3 separate regions of the Mus musculus genome follow, and all the other regions are linked to region 1. The links are chromatin contacts, called in public HiCAR-type and HiChIP or PLAC-seq maps. All regions are on one chromosome and are shown on one strand. The core of a region is the stretch at or near the end of the contact, and the rest is flanking DNA. Distances in the headings are between cores, read along the strand shown.

Region 1 (2,754 bases), core at 190-2,689:
TGTTTTGAATGCAATTTACCCATTTTATGCTTTGCCTCCATGTATGTATGGGCACCACATGCATGCTTGGCACCTGAGGCGATTGGAAGAAGACATCGCTTGGAACTGGAGTTGCAGATGGTGGAGAATCACCTTGTGTATGCTGGGAATCCAGCCTGGGTCACCTACAAGAGCTGCAAGTGTTCTTAACCACTACAGCCCAAATCTTGGCGTTTTGTTTTTGTTTTTGTTTTTGTTTTGAGACAGAATGTAATTATATAGCCCTGACTGGCCCTCTAGGCTCAAACTCACTAAGCCCCCTGCTTCCTGAGTGCTGGGATGAAAGGCAAGTGTTAAAGTGTTGGGAGGCCACTATGCCCTGCCAGCTCCCTGTGATACCCCTGGGCTTTACCTGGAGGAGTCACTGGAAGGGGCGGCGGCAAGGGTGGGGGTGGGGGGCGTGCGTGCGTGCGTGCGTGTGTGTGTGTGTGTGTGTGTGTGTGTGTGTGTGTGTGTGTGTGTGTGTGTGGCAGTTCTCAATCACTGAAACAAACATTGGCTTTGGGGAACCAGCATTGTCCATTACTGTTGGGGTGACCAGAGCCTTTCTAACCTCAAGATAAAATGGTGGCAATTGTTCTCTTGCAGGAAGGTGTAGGAAAGGAACCAGCCACGTGGCGGTTCGAACTTAAAAACTCTTCGGGCCACAAGGAGGAAAGTGGGTCGCTTCACACCCCCAGGCTCACGGAGAGGCAGGAAGAGCAAGGAGGAGGCGGGGGGGGGGGGGTAGAGAGGAGATTGAGAGGAAAAAGGATGGGCAAGAAAGCGAATCTCCCAGCTGGTGCAGAGCCCCACACGGTGCCTTACTGACACACATCCAGAGATTCGAGTCCCCTGAACCCGCGTGGGTGACTTTGAAGCAGATTCCCGCCTGGCACAGCGCACTCTCCAGCCGCTCACGTGAAATCCATCAAGGCAAAGTCACACCCTACAGCCAGAGCAATTCGGGAAGCTTGACTCTCCCACAAACAAGGTATTGGGCTCTTTCCTCCCCATTCCCTTCCTCTGAAGCTTAGCTTCTCCCTCCGCATCACTGTCCACGTGCGGACTCATAAGGCGCCCACCCCCATCCGGGCGGGTCCCCACCCTAGGGCATTGGATCCTGCGGGTTGTTTACCAGCTGGCCATCTCCCCAGACCCTGCGCGGTGCCGCCACCTGCCGGTGGGAGACTGAACTGCACCCGCGGGTGCGGGCCAGCAACTGCGGGCTGATGACCCAACGCCGCAGGCATCCGAGGATAACCTTTCCCCTTTCTTTCCAAGACCAAATAAGGGGGCTCTTGCCTCTGTGAGCTGTGCCTGTGGCGGTTAAGCCAAGGGGCGTGGAAAGGAGGATCCCAGAACGAGGCTGACAGTCAGCTAAACAACCCACTACATTGTTCCCTCCCCACATGGCCTCCTCCCTGCTCCCCGGCAGTCCCCACATGCAGCAGCAGACTAGTGGGTAGAACTGCAGGGGTATGGAGACATCCCGAACTTCAGCAGCAGCAGTCCCAGCACCCCGCCCCCAACCTCAGGCATGAAGAGCAAGGTACCTGCAGTAGCTTACTCCTGGGTGTTGCCCAAGCTCAGGACCCTCGGGCCTGGGGGTCAGTAGGGCTGAGAGAAGCCTCAGACCTTGGGGAGGGGCGAGAGAGGTGACACTTGTAGAGGAGCTAGACAGGGCTGTCAGACCTCTGAACCTTGGCATCACCCACACAGAGGGAGTCACAGTGGCTGACAGTGTTCAGTAACCACAGAAACCAAGATTTGACCTATATTTTCAAACATGGCCTCGACTCCAGCTTCCCCTCCTTGAAATCGTAGTGAAAGCGTCTGACTTGACTTGTTATGAATGCTCCTCTTGCTTTAGATTCCAGAAGGCCACCCAGAAGGCAAATCAAGAAACCTCACTAGATGGTTTGTGGATAACGGGAGGGTCCTGATGGGTTCCAGGAAGGAGTCAGAGGCTCTCCTCGTTCACTACCTCTTACCGATCACAGTGGTGACTAGATGATTGCGCTCATGTATGTGCTTTTTGACTGTGTGCACTTTGGGTGTTTTGAGTGATGAAACAGAGGGGAGCAAACCAACACTTTGGTCAGGATGACAGAGTGCTTATAGCCTGTCCGATCCGAGCCTTGATTGAGCGCTCCCTGGGTGCTAACCACTGTTCTGAATATCCCACATCATTACCATCTGCAGGTACCTCTGCTACGGGGAAGGACCACGCCTTCAGAAACACAGCCTTCCTCCTACCACCCAGCCAGGTCACTAACTGGATTCAGGCTCAGGCCTTGGGGTTCCAGAGTGTATATACCCTTGACCCAAACCCTAAATGTTCATTAATAGGGATTTGATTCGTTTACTGTACACCCATGTAATGGAATCGTCTTTGGCTGCTTAAATGGGATGTAGACTAGGAATAATTGTCAGAGGCCAAATATCCACCACACACTGTTAAATGGACACAGCAGGGAGTCAACAGCGTGTATAAGTGGATCTTGTCCTGTGGCTGTTCAGAGGGGACTCATGGCAGCACTAAACTGTGGGCCTTGGTGGGTGGCGGAACTTTAGGTGGCTAATTTTACAGGGATGCTTTCTTCCTTCATTGCTGAGCTCTTTGTGATCCACTGTCAAGGCCGTGAATAAATCCCCCACAAAGTCTTCCCTGATCCCCCGAATTGGACACTAACGACCCCCGTGTCCCTCTGGTGTGGGAACTTGCGTGGGATG
Region 2 (2,754 bases), core at 66-2,565, 51 kb before region 1:
AACTCTTTGAAAAGCACCTTCCATCTTTATGCTTCCTGGAATGGAGACGTTGTGACTGAAGCTCTTATAGCCATTTTGGATCCAAACGGTAACCCGGGATACAGAAGCCACGCATGGTGGTGCAAGAATGAATGGTGGGCCTTCGATAGCAGCCACTATACCAATTCTAGAATTTATGTAATGAAAAAAATCAGTTTCCACTTTTTTTTTTTTTTGGAGATATGTGTGAATTTATGTAAAGAGTAATTCTGGAGAATCGGACATCTAGCTCTTGTTTGTCATGTTACACTCAGCGGTGGAGCCACTCCCTCTGGGAAGCCATCCTGACCCCCCAAGGGCAGGTCAGATGTTCCTCCTATGGTTTCCACAGCCCCTAGTGTTTCTTCCCATACCGCACTGTCAAGGGTCAGGTCTTGCCACCATCATCAGAGTTCCCATAGAAAAAGCTATCCCCTTATTTGCCTTTGAATACCCAGTGCCACATATCAGTGGGTTTTCTGGACAAGAACATGAGTTTACTATCCAAAAGCTTAATCCAAAAGAATCCAGCAGTCAATGCTGTCCTTTGAGAAAGTGCCCAATGAACAAGCTTCAGTTTTGCATCAACCCCTCTCCTTGTTGTACCTGTAAATGAAAGGTTTGTATCTACTACATACACCAATCACCTGCACAGAAACAAAACAAACATCCCTTGCAAGATAGAGAAACATCAGTTGGTAAAAGAGTGGACTGGTCAGTATCTCTCTATCAAAGCAGCTAAGAACATGATACCAAGTGACTGACCAAGAAGGAAAAGATCAAGAAGATTAAAAGGGAAAGCAAGACAGCAACTTGAGTGAACAGAGGAGAGAAGCCAGTGGCCAGAAGGGGAAGTACATTGATTTGAAATGGAGTCCCATCTAGTAACAGATGGCACCCACCTGCAGACTCATTAGGCACACCTGGCTCAGTGCACCCAGCTGGCTTAAAAAACCACAGACTGTGGTTTCACGACACAACAAGCCAAGAGACCCGGAGTGGAAATTCAAGATTTTAAAGGCCACACGAACGTAAGAGCGGGGAGGGGTTGAAAATGAGACCAATTATGAAATGAGCCTAGAGGCTGAGTCAGAGTCGTGGGGTGGGGGTGGGGGTGGGGGCCAGGGGCCAGGTATAGGGAAGGACAGCACTTCTCGCTGTGAAAGGCAACAACTCTGAACATGTCTGATGCATCACCGAGGTAATTTCAAAGCCACAGACGTCAGAGTGGTGTTTACCATGAAGGTGATCTCACCTGCAAGTGTCTGGTGAGACCCACTTGCAATTGCATTTCATGGGAAGGAAGTGTTTCCTTCCCTGCGCAATGCCAGCATCAGCGTCAAGAACTCTGGTTAATGTGAGTCAGAGTGGAGATAGCTTAATGCACCTAAAGTCTGATGAAACCTGCAGGCGTCACATGCAGTAGCAAACAGAACCCCCGGGGGGCCATTAGCAACTCAGCATCTTATCTCATGTGGCTTTAAAACCACAGATTGTGGTCTGGGACTGTCCTACTCAATACCCACCAGCACAGAACTGCCCAAGATGCCAGCGGACCACCCTCACTTAGTTCACCCCTCCCCCCCATCTCTTTCCCTACTAGGATTCTCCAAGCAGCAGAGGTAAAAAGTACTGCAAAGGCTCCCATCTTCAGAGAACATGGGAGAAGCTCTTTAGGAAGGAATATAGCCTGCTTGGTCCTTCAACAGGAAAATACGAGATTGAAGTTAGTTTACTTGCTTGCTTTCAGAATTTTATACATTTATATTTTATCATAGTATTTCTCATCTCTCACCTCCTCTCAGATCCTCCCTCCCCACCCACCCAAACAAAAACTGGCCCAAGTTTAAACACCCCTAGATCATAAGTTATCTGTGACAATAACAGTCCACGCAACCCTTATTTTTGGCCCCAGACTATTGAAAAGAGCAGTTTTAGAAACCAAGAGAAATTGTCTAGGGTCCGGGGCTTTCTCAGAAACCTTGAAGCAACATCTAGAGTCTTCCTGAGCTGTGGCTGTTTCTTTAGTAAAGTTCTTTTAGCAGCCAAGAAGTCACCATATTTTACCTACTTAGACTAATGAGGAGAAACTACTTCAGTATCAGTGGAAAAGTAGAAACTATCTCTTAAGTTTGGTTTCCATGGCTGGAATATCGTCCACAACCACAAGTAACTTGAGGAAGAAAGGGTTTATTTCACTTAAGGCTTACAGTCCTTCATGATGGGAGGGCAGTCAGGGCAGGGACTAAAGCAGAAACCATAGTTACTGGCTTGTTTTCCAAGGTTTTCTCAGTTTTCTTTCTTATACAACCCAGGACTGCCTATCTATGGGCAGCATCGCCCACAGTGGGCACCAACCATTAATCAAGACAATGCATTACAATCCGATTGACTGTTTTCTGAACCAAGGCTCCTCTTCCCAAATGTGCAGTGTGTGAGTGTGTGAGTGGGGGTGGGGGGGAGTGCACTCGTCCACCCCCCCCCCCATGGAAGTCAGAAAGAAGTGTCAGATCCCTCTGGAGCTAGAGTTACAGGAAGGTGTGAGCTACCTGATATAGGTGGTGGAAACCAAACTTGAGTCCTCTGCAACTGCTTAACTGCTGAGCCATCTCTCCAGCTCTGCACAGCTATATTCTATAAGAAGCATTCTCTACTCAACAGAGCACTGAGAAGTCCTATTAAAAGAGCTACGCAGGGTGGAGTTCCGCAGTACAGCTCTTACCAAGCAAGTACAAC
Region 3 (2,754 bases), core at 157-2,656, 44 kb after region 1:
TGTGAGGGTCGGCTGTTGTGGGGTGGTCAAGGCCAGGGCGCTCAGGATGAGTAATCTAGAAGGTTGAGTGATGATCACCAAGGACCAAAGTGTTGATGTGCCCCTGTGGATGGGAGAACGGAAGAACAGAGTCCAGGGCTCCCAGGCCAATGCCTTGGTGCTGAATACCCCCCACCCCCCTACTTAGGGCCACCTGTGCCTATTCCTGCGCTCTGTAATGCTACTGACTCTGGCTACCATCCTTTGTAACTGTCGTGTAATGCAATGAGATGCAAGTATGCACAAACTGAGAGAGCTGTGGTTTCTATGGCAATTAAACTAAGTGCTTTAAGGGCACACTGCTGAAAGAAGAGACAGCGGCCCCCCTCCCAGGCTGTCATAATGGGGGTGTGTATAAGGCAGTTGCAAAAGTCTGGAGAGATGGTAGGTGTCTAGAATGTTCTGTGCTCAGAGCACTTCAAAGTCTTTCTAGGTTCTTTCTCCACCAGAATGATGCTAATATTGCAAAGCATAAAGTCCCATGAAGGTGGTTTGTGCAAGTAAGAAGGTAACAGCGTTTCCCACTCTGCGTGGAAAGGAAATCTTACCTAAACATATAATATTGGCAAATGGAGATGCATTCATGCCAGAAGTTAAAAATGTATATGTAGGGCTGAAGACATGACTCAGTGGTTAGGGGCACTGGCAGCAGAGCATGTGGTTTCAATTCTCAGTACCCACATTTTGGCTAACAACTGCCTTTAACTCCAGTTTCACGGGGATTTGACGCCCTCTTCTGGCGTCTGTGTGCACCGTCGTGGTACAAATACATGCAGGCAAAACACTCACACACATAAAAAATAAAAGCAAAATTACTGAAATGGTCTTAGTTTAAAAAACATAACAGGTATATGTGTATATACGGATGTGCAATATACATGCGCAAAGTTGTTTTGTGGTGGTGGATATTGATATCCAGGCCTGGCATATTCTTTATCTGGCAAGCTCTTTATTGTTGAACTATAACTCTAGTTTAAAGAATACACCTCCTGCCCCTCATCTCCAGAGCAACCAATTAGAAGCTTCCTCTACGAAAAGGATCTCTCATTTAATGGCAACTATTTTTCATTAAAGAAAGCTGGGACTCAGGGGTGCCTTAGTTGCGCCCTAGGAGTAGCAACGGGGAGCCTCATAAGGTGTCCCAGATAGCCAGCACGCAGTAATCCGACAACCCACGTGGGATTACCCTGGGCCACCAGGGGGGCCAGTGCTGGGCAGCCTCGCCATGGCCCGATCTGTCCGGCAGGGGGCGCTGTCCGGCCGCAGTGGCCGCGCGGGCCGCGTCCTGATTGGCTGGAGGCGATGGCCCAAGTCCACAGCCGCGCGACCGGGCCACTAAGTGGGGAAGCTCGCCAGTCGGTGCGCCAGTCCAAGGGCCTCCGAGGCAGCGGCGCGGCGGGCGCGGCGCGGCGGGGCGGAGGGGACAAGATCAGGGCAGGAGGCAAGCGGCTAATCGAAAGGGTCCGGCACACCCAGCAAGATGCTGTCCTGGCGGCTGCAGACGGGCTCTGAAAAGGCGGAGCTGCAGGAGCTCAACGCCCGGCTTTACGACTACGTGTGCCGGGTGCGAGAGCTGGAGCGCGAGAACCTGCTACTGGAGGAGGAGTTGCGCAGCCGGCTGAGCCGGGAGGACCGCTGGGCTGAGGATCAGGCACTCTACGCCGAGGAGGCGCGCAGCCTACGACAGCAGCTAGATGAACTGAACTGGTCCACAGCCCTGGCCGAGGGCGAGCGCGACGCGCTGCGGAGGGAACTGCTGGAGCTGCAGCGGGAGGGTGTGGAAGCCGGCACTGCCCGCAGCCGCCTGGATGCCGAGCTGGGAGCGCAACGGCGGGAGCTAGAGGAGGCTCTGGGCGCGCGCGCCGCCCTCGAGGCGCTGCTGGGCCGGCTGGAAACTGAGCGCCGCGACTTGGACGCTGCCCACGAACGCCAAGTGCGAGATCTACGAGCCCGCGCTGCCAGCCTCACCATGCACTTCCGAGCCCGCGCCACCAGCCCCGCCGCGCCCCCGCCGCGCCTGCGGGACGTGCACGACAGCTACGCCCTGCTGGTGGCCGAGTCGTGGAGGGAGAGCGTGCAGCTGTACGAGGACGAGGTGCGCGAGCTGGAGCAGGCGCTGCGCCGCGGCCAAGAGAGCCGGCTCCAGGCGGAGGACGAGGCGCGGCTGTGCGCGCAGGAGGCAGACGCGCTGCGGAACCAGGCGCTGGAGTTGGAGCAGCTGCGCGCGAGGCTGGAGGATGAGCTGCTGCGGATGCGCGAGGAGTACGGGATGCAGGCGGAGGAGCGGCAGGTCCGTGGGCAGGGACCGCGCCCCTTCCCTAATAGCCTGTACACGCACCCCTGTGCACCCAGTAGGCGAGCAGCAGGGGTTCCCGGGACACCCAGCTGGTTCAGCCCCACCCAGGGAAGCGTACGCTGCCAGCAGCTTTGCTATTTATGAAGCGACGGGATTCTGGCATATAGCTAGTCTAAGAATAAGGGGTTGGTGCAATGATCCTTAAATCGGAGGACTGACGCCATGTGACAGGTCCCGGTGGCTAGCCTAGTGCCCATCATCCTGTTAGTTGGATTACCTTTAGATCCAGACGTGTCTAGGCACATCCTGATCAACGATCCTGTTAGTTCTGTTTTTGTTCTCTCCTCTCCTCTCCTCTCCTCTCCTCTCCTCTCCTCTCCTCTCCTCTCCTCTCCTCTCTTCTTTTCTTTTTCTTTTTC

What was found. HiCAR-type assays count read pairs that join an accessible place to other places. HiChIP or PLAC-seq counts read pairs in DNA pulled down with a chosen protein or histone mark.
Region 2: a HiCAR-type map of Th17 cells shows a contact between it and region 1, with 2.2 times the contacts expected there. The contact joins the enhancer-like site here to the promoter of 4833412C05Rik in region 1. A contact is called at or near these places in 3 of 484 Hi-C or Micro-C datasets (the MNK3 cell line and cerebral cortex) and 3 of 115 datasets of contacts at active chromatin or transcription factors (Th17 cells, embryonic stem cells and neural progenitor cells).
Region 3: an H3K4me3 HiChIP or PLAC-seq map of embryonic stem cells shows a contact between it and region 1, with 23 read pairs. The contact joins the promoter of Synm here to the promoter of 4833412C05Rik in region 1. A contact is called at or near these places in 2 of 39 promoter capture datasets (liver and pre-B cells), 1 of 15 datasets of contacts at CTCF or cohesin (embryonic stem cells) and 3 of 115 datasets of contacts at active chromatin or transcription factors (embryonic stem cells and pancreatic cancer cells).

The regions. Positions count from the first base shown.
Region 1 is chr7:67,802,181-67,804,934 of GRCm38.p6, reverse strand. It overlaps 4833412C05Rik (RIKEN cDNA 4833412C05 gene), which reads left to right and starts at 1,439. Exons shown (of 3, transcript NR_045954.1): 1 at 1,439-1,570. Gm34350 (a long non-coding RNA gene) reads right to left here and starts at 1,746. Exons shown (of 3, transcript XR_391567.3): 1 at 1,575-1,746.
Region 2 is chr7:67,853,017-67,855,770 of GRCm38.p6, reverse strand. No RefSeq gene overlaps it. Among named protein-coding and RNA genes, the nearest start is that of Gm39027, 4.9 kb to the right of the region's middle. Within about 2 kb of position 1,315, at least 16 of the 459 cell types and tissues checked have an H3K27ac peak or open chromatin away from gene starts, as enhancers often do. A contact at or near this core is called in the MNK3 cell line and Th17 cells, where this site is marked.
Region 3 is chr7:67,758,394-67,761,147 of GRCm38.p6, reverse strand. Synm (synemin, intermediate filament protein) reads left to right here and starts at 1,406. Exons shown (of 5, transcript NM_207663.3): 1 at 1,406-2,329. The coding sequence starts at 1,520.